Linked DNA regions of Mus musculus: region 1 is linked to region 2. A link is a contact called in public Hi-C data. All regions are on one chromosome and are shown on one strand. The core of a region is the stretch at or near the end of the contact, and the rest is flanking DNA. Distances in the headings are between cores, read along the strand shown. Region 1 overlaps Tmem132c (transmembrane protein 132C). Region 2 overlaps Tmem132c (transmembrane protein 132C).

What was found. A called contact is a pair of places that touch in the nucleus more often than the background predicts.
Region 1: a Hi-C map of cerebellar granule neurons shows a contact between it and region 2, with 1.6 times the contacts expected there. The contact joins two enhancer-like sites. A contact is called at or near these places in 2 of 484 Hi-C or Micro-C datasets (brain and cerebellar granule neurons) and 1 of 9 other capture datasets (pancreatic islet).

The regions. Positions count from the first base shown.
Region 1 is chr5:127,545,364-127,549,759 of GRCm38.p6, forward strand. All of the region lies in intron 5 of Tmem132c (transmembrane protein 132C), which reads left to right. Among named protein-coding and RNA genes, the nearest start is that of Slc15a4, 70 kb to the right of the region's middle. Within about 2 kb of position 1,393, at least 7 of the 459 cell types and tissues checked have an H3K27ac peak or open chromatin away from gene starts, as enhancers often do. A contact at or near this core is called in cerebellar granule neurons, where this site is marked.
Region 2 is chr5:127,303,913-127,308,626 of GRCm38.p6, forward strand. All of the region lies in intron 1 of Tmem132c (transmembrane protein 132C), which reads left to right. Among named protein-coding and RNA genes, the nearest start is that of Tmem132cos, 25 kb to the left of the region's middle. Within about 2 kb of position 1,634, at least 12 of the 459 cell types and tissues checked have an H3K27ac peak or open chromatin away from gene starts, as enhancers often do. A contact at or near this core is called in cerebellar granule neurons, where this site is marked.

The DNA of each region.
Region 1 (4,396 bases), core at 143-2,642, 240 kb after region 2:
AGTCGCAGTATCCTCATCTACAGAGCTATCAAGACCTTGTGACATAGACAAGCCTCCAAGGCTAAAAAACACAGGCGTGTGGGCAGTAGCGATAGCTAGGTTGATAAACTGCTTACCTTGAAAGCATAGGTACCTAATTTAAACTCCATTTCTCAGCGTCGGTACAGTGGTACAGATAGCATTTAGGGCATTTGGCATGAGGGGCTGTCAGTGAACCTTACAGTCTTGACATACAACCCCAGCCTCTTTCCCCACTAGCTGCAATGTTCCCCTTAATCATGACTGCCATGATTTCCAGAGATATCGGAAATGCCTCTGGGGACAAAACTGTCCCTGGTCAGGATCTTCTGCATTAAAAATCTGGCTGCTGTGATGAAGGAATGTACAGACAGCTACAGAAGAGTCTTCTGCAGCAAGAAGAGGGGATGCAAAGGCCCTGTGGTAGACATATATGACATGTGCTGAGCACTAGGACAGAGAAAACACAAGAGAACTTAGCTGCAGTGGGAATGGTAACACAGCTGTGTCAGTGAGGCTGCCCACCAGTTAAGGGCATTTACAGAGTTTAGAAAGAGTCTAGGACTCAAAAAATTGTTATTGTTTTTGTTAGGGTTTCTATTGCTGGGACAAGATACCATGACCAAGGCAAGTCTTATAAAGGACAGTATTTAATTGGGGCTGGCTTACAGGTTCTAAGGATAAGTATATTATCATCAAGGTGGGAGTATGGCAGCGTCTAGGCAGTCATGGTGCAGGAAGAGATGAGAGCTCTACACTTCATCTGAAGGCTGCTACAGAAAGACTAACTAACTTCCAGGCAGTTAGGAGCAGGGTCTCAAAGCCCATGCCCACAGTGACACACCTACTCCAGCAAGGCCATACCTCCTAATAGTGCCACTCTCTGGGCCATGCGTACTCAAACCATGACAATGATTGTCCCAGGGTACAAATTGATCTAGGTCATATTTAAGCCATCTTGGTTTCTTCCTTAACTAATGGCATGTGCAACCCTATGTCCAACAGCCACAACCTTTTTCAGAATGGATGAGAATTCGGAGCATGCTCTAAAACCCACTAACCTCCCAGGACACTCTAGTTCTGGCAGACATCAGCACATCCCAATGATCTCCCTCAACCTCTTCCATATCTTCACAGAATTCCTCCCTTCAGCTCATACTATATTTTCCTGACCATCTGTCCCCTGCCTGAGCTCAGAAAGACACAACCTGTCCAAGCAGACTGGTCTGGGGTGGACCAAATGGACAAGAGCAAGAACAGCCTTTAGGAAGGATTCTGGCATGTAGCCAACCTGGCTGAAGCCCATGTCACACTTGCCAAGCTGCAGTTCCTCTTAGTGCCTGCCTTTCCCTGCCATCTCAGCAATAGGAATGACATGGAGAGACAGTTGGGTCAAGGCTACAGTCTCGCGTTAGAGTCTGTTAACGTGCAGGGTTGGAGCAGCCTGGGTGAGCTCTGAACTTATAGCTATAAATGGAACTCATTCTGTCTGCTGTAGGCAAGCAGCCTTCCGCAGCAGGCCTCGGGATTCTCATCTGCAAAATAGGATGCTATCAGTGTGCCAAGCCCCCACAGGGTTTCTGTAGCAGTGGTAGGCAGGCATACTGAAAGTGGGAAATGAGATCTGAGAGCCAATGATCTCCTACATGGACAGAGCTGGCTCATGAGTTCAGGTGTATCCAGAAGCAATTTTGATTTCCCTATGCCTAGACTCCACTTATACATAGCGGCAGCCACCAAAATAGAAAAAGAATTAGGCCAGGAGTCTGATTATTGAATTTTCCGAATTTGAAATGTACATTATGTAATCTTGTTTTGACAAGGAGGCTGAACGGGGCTAAGGTTCGCAAGCTTGCCTCCAGCAGAGACATGGAAGAAAACAGTTGGATATCTGAAGGTAGGCTGTTATTGGAGATGACTTTTAAAGCACCGTAATTAGTATTCAGAACAATGACAGACATAATTGAGATAGAAGACATGGCTGTCTCATGTGATGGAGTGATTCTCAGAGTTTGAAACTAGCATCAAACAAGATTCCATGAGACATGTGAGCATGATCCACAGTCCCCCCAAAAGTCAGAAGCTGCTGTGGATTCCACAGGCTGGGTGTCCATAAATCTTTAAAGTCCCCAGTGGCTATAGGATGGTTCCCTAGACATCAGCAGTTGGCAATCGACACCTATGCTTTCTCCATGGAGACTGACTCCTAGGTCATCAGAAAGTACCAACCCCCCGAGGGACATCAAAATAAGACAACTGGCTCTATGTAATCCCCATTCAAAACCTCCACTAACTCGCCTTACCCTCCAGGTCCTCATGGACAGTGACCTAATGCTGATCCAATTTTCCACCAAGCATTCGGCTCACGTGCACAGCCCACCGACAGAGATGAAAAGATTCCGAGAAACACAGCCAATGGGCTGGAAAGATTCCTGCAGGAATCAGTTCCTTTTTGTAAGAGAACCTGTTCATTTTGTGTGGTACCCTCATTCCCACTGCCAGCCACTTAGGACATGATTAATTTGTCCGGAGTCGTCCCCGGACATTGGTGACACCGTCAGGAACAGCGGGGACGATGACTCTATCGTGCGTAGCACCTTTGTGTCTTCCGTGTTCCTCCTAATCATTTATATATTCTGGAGAGGCAAGATTCCACCCACCCGAGCGCAGAGAGGTAATAAATGAGGAAAGTCAATGGTCTGTAAATTACAACATTGATTAAAGATGTGATTAGTGATAGACTCTATGCTTGGCTATTATGCTAATATGTTCCCCAATCCTGGACAGCGTTTACATGCTAATGATAAGTCTGGGACAGTGGCTAAAATTGCTTCCCATCCTCTCTCAGTGTGGAAACTGTTTTAAACCACTCTTGACCAGTGAGTGAAAAGACCCCTTCCTGGGGCCCCTCCCAACTGTTCCATACCACTGTCCACAGCAGATGGAGAGAATTCTCTCTGCCCAGCCCTCACCATCTGCCCTGCAAATAGAAAAGATGAAAGTGGGGCCCAGAGTAGCCATACCTGCAGAAAGAGCGACTGGTCACAGCAACTATTGCTCAGCACAGGGTGTTATTTAGTCAGGTTCAGATACTCAGATGGGACTCTGCTCTCTCCAGAGGACAGTGTCTAGTAGGAGACAAATATGCAAATGAAAGTTAGAGCTTAGCATGGCACCACATGGGTGGTGGGTGACATCTTTAGTTCAGAAATGTTTGCCGAACTGCACATGTGTGCAATTTTCCAGCACAAATCAACTCTAGATAGGTTCTCATGGGAGTCAGTGACCTAGAATGGTTAGATTGAGAACTTTCTGAAAGCTTTCAGATTAAATTCCTGTGTATATGTCATCACTACTTACATATCATCTTAGGCTCTCTCTCTCTCTCTCTCTCTCTCTCTCTCTCTCTCTCTCTCTCTCTTTCTCCCTCTCCCTCTCCCTCTCTCTCTCTCTCTCTCTCTTTCTCTCTCTCTCTCCCCCCTCGGTTGTTTTGGCTGTCTTGAAGCAGATGTATCCATAAGGGGGGATTTTTGTCCTTCCATCCATTCATCCACTTATTTTTTATCTTCCTGTGCACCTATTTACCCACCCATCTTCATTCTACTATCTCGAAATCTTCACCCATCCATCCATCTATCCATTCACAAACATTTTCAACTCTACCCTTCCAGTCATTTGCCTACCCACAAGTCTATTAATCTTCATATAAATATATCTACTCATCTAGTTACCCATCAGTCCACCTGTCAATCCATCCATCAATCCATCCATCAAATACTCATTTATTCTTTCATCCATCTACCATTGATCTATTCATCTACCTAGTGAGGCATCCATCCATCGATCTACTCTTCTGTCTGTTCACACATCTATCAACCTATCTGTCAATCTACCCATCTAACCAGTCAGCCAGCCATTTATCCATCTATACATCCATTCATCTATCCATTCATCCATCCATCCATCCATCCACCTATCCACCTAGTCAAATATTCATCTATTCTCTTCTCCATCTACCCATTGACCTATCCACCCATTGATCTACTCTCTGTCTGTCCATCCATACATCTCCCAACTCATCTGTCAGTCTGCCCATCTAACCAGGGAGGCATCCATCCATCCATCCATCCATCCATCATCTATTCATCTATCTATCTATCTATCTATCCATCCATCCATCATCCCATTTGTCCATCAGCTCACCCACACATTCATCCATCCTTCATCTACTCTTCCATCCATCCCTCCATCTATACACCACCCATCCATTTGTCTCTCATCTGTCTACTGATCCATCCATTCACCCACCCCTCTATCCATCTATTCCCCTAGCCATTGTGAACTCTGCTCAGCCCCTACCTCATAAGCAGCTGCTGTA
Region 2 (4,714 bases), core at 384-2,883:
CTGCTTCATTTTCCTGCCACACTAGCTTCCCAAAATAATGAACTATGACCTGGAATTGTGAGCTAAGTCAGTCCTTTGTCCCTTATGTTGTTTTTGTTTGGGTATTTTATCACAGCAACAGGAAACAAAATTAAGAAATGAATGAATGATGCCTTTTCAAATGTCTTGCCTGTTGACATTTTATGCTTTGAAAAGAACAGCATTTTAAGAAAAAAATTAAGCAGGGGTTTAGAGAGATGCATCAGTTGGTAAAGTGTTTGCTGCACAAGCATCATCCTGAATTCAAATCCCTAGTATTCACACCAAAAGTCAGGGAGAACAGGGTGGGATAGAACCCCAGGGCTGGGGAGGAGAGACAACAGATCCTTAGGATACTCTCAGCAGCCATCTTAGCTCACCAGTCAACTCTAGTAAGAGACCCTGCCTCAAAAAAACGTAAGGTGGAACAAGAGAGGGAGACACTAGACTTCAGCAACCTTTCACCTCCACATGCACCTGCATGCATTCCCCCCAAACACACATGCAACCAAGTACACTCATATGAGCATGCATATAGATATAGATACATATGGAAATATATATATGGAAATATGTCGAAATATATATATGAAGGGAGGGAGGGAGGAAACAAACAAACAAACAAACAAACAAACAAACAAAGACTGTCCATCTCAAACGTGTCCTAAATGTCCATCATTTTATTGAATGGGGCCAAGAAAACCCCCACAATGGCTGTTTATGGGACAGAGCCTCTCACTGGCCTGGGACTCATTGAGAAAGCTAAGCTGTCTAGATAACCAGCCCCAGGAATCCTCCTGCATCCACCTCCCCAGGGCTGAGATTACAAGTATGAACCACTACACCAGCTTCTGTGAATTTAATTTTTTGTCAAGTATAGGCTCTGGTGATCAGACTCGGGTCCTCATGATTGCAAGAGAGTTGTTACTGACTGAGAGTTCTTGCCTAGCTCTCGAAAGTTTTCCTAAAGGAGAGATGCCAGAAGTGTCCCCTACTCCCTCCACACACACACACACACACACACACACACACACACACACACACACACACCTTTTGTATTCTTCTATCACTCTAGAACTTGCCCTCTGTGGGATTGTTTTATTTTGAGATAGGGAGCATAGATATTCTCAGAGATCTAATGCATAATTATCCATAATGTTTTGCCCAACTCATTAAATTAGATCAATGTGGGGAAACATGTAAGCTTGCCTCTGTAGTATCGGGGTTTAACCGTTCAGAGTAATTTTCCATTATAATTTTGTGTTCTAAATAAATAGAACCAGCTTCACTCTAGAAACGCTTGTCTGAGTGCTGTACAATGCATGTTTAAGTGGCTCTGGTGAAATTACTAATCATACCCCTGCAGTGGATAAAATAGAATTGTTTGTGAGTTTTGCTCATTCGATGGGAGGACGCTAAATTTATAAAAGTAGACTCATGCCCTTGATAGTGAATTTAAATAGGTGCATATGTAAACAGATACTTACTCATTTAGAGACACCGTCATCAGGGAGCTTTGTGTGAGAATGTTTTCTATGCTCCGGCTCCTGCTCTGTGGTAGGGGAACTAAGCAGACATCCCAGGTCCATTTCCTAACCCAGTGTCTCTAGTTGAGTAATCACACAAGGCAGACATCCCAGCTGGGACTCTATATTTAAACCCGAGTTACTGTTTCCAACCAGACCATTCTTTAAGATAGGTTAATAAGTCAACCCTGTTATTTGGCTTTACAAGTTAAATGACAAATCTGTATCCTCTTTCTTTCTTTCTTTCTTTCTTTCTTTCTTTCTTTCTTTCTTTCTTTCTTTCTTTCTTTCTTTCTTTCTTTCTTTCTTTCTCAAATGCATAGCTATTTACCCAAATGGTCTTTCAGTATTGTTTCTATGCTCAGGAATAAAGCAAGCCAACTGAGATTTAAAAACCATCCTGGCCAGCCATCTGTTTGACCCTATGCCGCCTTGGTAGTATTTCCGCTCCCTCACAGCAGGGCACACATGGGAAGTGCCAATCATTAGGCAAAAGGCCCAAGGATCCAGCTTGGTTGTGAAATGCGAGAAGATAGGAACCCACATCTGTCCCCTGCAGAAGGCAGGGCTGGGGATTGACTTGTGTGCTCACCTCTTCTCACTGTGTTCCACGGGTGCTCTAGCTGTGGCTGTGCATGGAAGGAGTTCATTCCGTCTCCACTCTGACCTCTTTCCAGGCTGGCATGACAAGCTTCGGACTTAGAGCCCTGGAAATCAGAAACCACCCAACCTTGAAGAGAAAAGGATGAGTTAGATTTAAAAGAAGAGAAAGACAAGTTGACAAATAGAGATGGGGAATTCTCATTCTCTCTCTTTCTTCTTCTTCTTCTTCTTCTTCTTCTTCTTCTTCTTCTTCTTCTTCTTCTTCTTCTTCTTCTTCTTCTTCTTCCCTCCCTCCCTCCCTCCCTCCCTCCCTCCCTCCCTTCCTTCCTTCCTTCCTTCCTTCTCTCCTCCTTGCATGTTCTTTCACTCATATAAAACTTTCTGCAACATGTTGTAACTGATTACAGCATCTATCTGGCTTGTTATATTCAACAAAAGATGAAGCTCAATCAGAAGTTGAACTTTGACCCCTTCGTTGGAGCTTCAGATAGTATTATTCTGTTGTTCAGAGACTACTTTGGGACTTAGCTGGGCTGAATTGTTTAGGCAAAGCTAACTCACCAGGGAAGCTTCTAGAGAGAGCATGAATATTGGGGTGGGGAGGGGAGGGGAGGGGAGGGTGGGGTGGGGAGGGCAGAGGAAGGACTTTGGGCATCCTTCCCTTCTCTTCAGCTCCTTATGGGAGAGACCAAAGAAACTCAGGAATTGCATCCCAAGGTTTATGGCACCCATATTAGCTTCCAAATTGACTGTGTACAGCTCTGAAGTGGAAATAAAGCAACCCCTCCAAGGTGTGGTCTTCACTCCTCCCACAGGTTCCTTTGTGCCTGCCTCCCCCACCCCCCATCCCGCTCTCCTAAGCCTTTTGCAATTAGGTCTCCTGGCTGTTTCTTGTCTTCAGAGAGTCCAGGAGTCCCTTCTCCCATTTCAAACACTATGTCAGCCTCTTTATCCTTGTGCTTGGGTTATGGCCCATCTGCTTAATTCCTTCCTTCTGGAACTCTGGAGCAGATGTGCTAACTTAAAGGTTGCTTTCAGGGTTTGTTTTTTTTTTTGTTTTTGTTTTTTTTGGTTTTGGTCCCCCTTCCCCCACCCCCTTCGCCCAGCGTGGTGAAGCCCGAGGTGAGACCAGACTTGTGATCTCTCCTCAAACACAAACCTGGCAGGAAGATCACCCCCCCCCTAAAACCTCACTACACCCTCCTGCTCTCCCCACATCTCTCTGCATCTGGCTTTTCTGCCTTTTGGATTTTATCTGCTGTCCGGAGACATTCTCATTGTGATGATACCCGATCCTTAAAGGACCAGATGTCAGTTCTCTGTGGACCGAAGAGACCATCAGGCATCAGTAGGGAGGATGATGGGGAATCTTTGAGGTTAACCCTCTCATCTCTCATAGGTAGAGAAGGCACCTGAATAACCTGCAGGTAGATTCTAGTCAGGACTAACCACTGCTACAATTTCAGGTGTGCCTGGGGTTCATTGCTTGCTTTCCATGAAGCACTGGGTTCCTCTCCCAGCTTCATCCCAAACCAACTATAAATTAGAAATAACTTCCAGGTAGTAGAAAACTCAAGCTCACTGAAATAGAAAGCCAGACTGATCATTTATCAGGAGATATTGTTTTGGTCCATCTTTAGCAAGTGTGATCATGGTGTGGAGCCATCATATAGACATGTAGAAGGAATCAAATTATCTGCCGCTGAAGTGACCTTGTCTGACAGCTTGTCTGTCTCCTCCCTGGGACACGTATTCTCCCCGTGCTGTCCCTGGACAACCTCAGAAGCATCCCAGTTTAAGCAACCCCAGTTGTCTTATTTTAATAAAATTCATCATTAAAAAATAAAATAAAATGACCACGTGACTTAGAACTCTCTGAAATCATTGTTTTTTATTGTGTCTGCTTGGGCTGGGGAGAGGGCTCCACGGATTAAGGGCTCATAAAACAAATCTCTCAATCTACGTTCTGATCTCTAGACCCCACAATAAGCCAGATGCAGCAGTGTGTGTGCTATGAACCCAACACTAAGAATGATAGGAGGCAGAGATAGGAGAACTAGCATACACAATGCCAACAAGAGAGCTTTTCTTAAGACAAGGTTGAAGATATGGACTGACACCTGCAGTTGTCTTTGACCTCTGTGTGTCTGCTGTGTGTGCACGCACACAAATACACACACACAAACATACACAGGATGGGGGGGTAAAAAAATGTGTCTTTTCCTCTGAGTCATTCTTTATATATAAAAATCATGACTAATGGCCCCTAAAGAAAACTTTGAGATGCTCAAAGATTTATTATCTGCCTGACCCAGTTCTGGATCCAACTGGCCTTGGGGGAGTGGGACGAGAACTCACATAAAGGAGAAAGCAACACATCTGCTTTGCCTAGCTTATATATGAACACTGCAACTCAGCATGCTATAGAATTACTCTTCCAGATACCTGCAAGCCTCCCCTTTCATGCCTACTGATGCTGCACACCTCCATTAAAATTGCAACTACTATACACTTATCAGAATGGCTGAAATCTGGAACAGTGATACCACCAAAGGCTAGTGAGGATG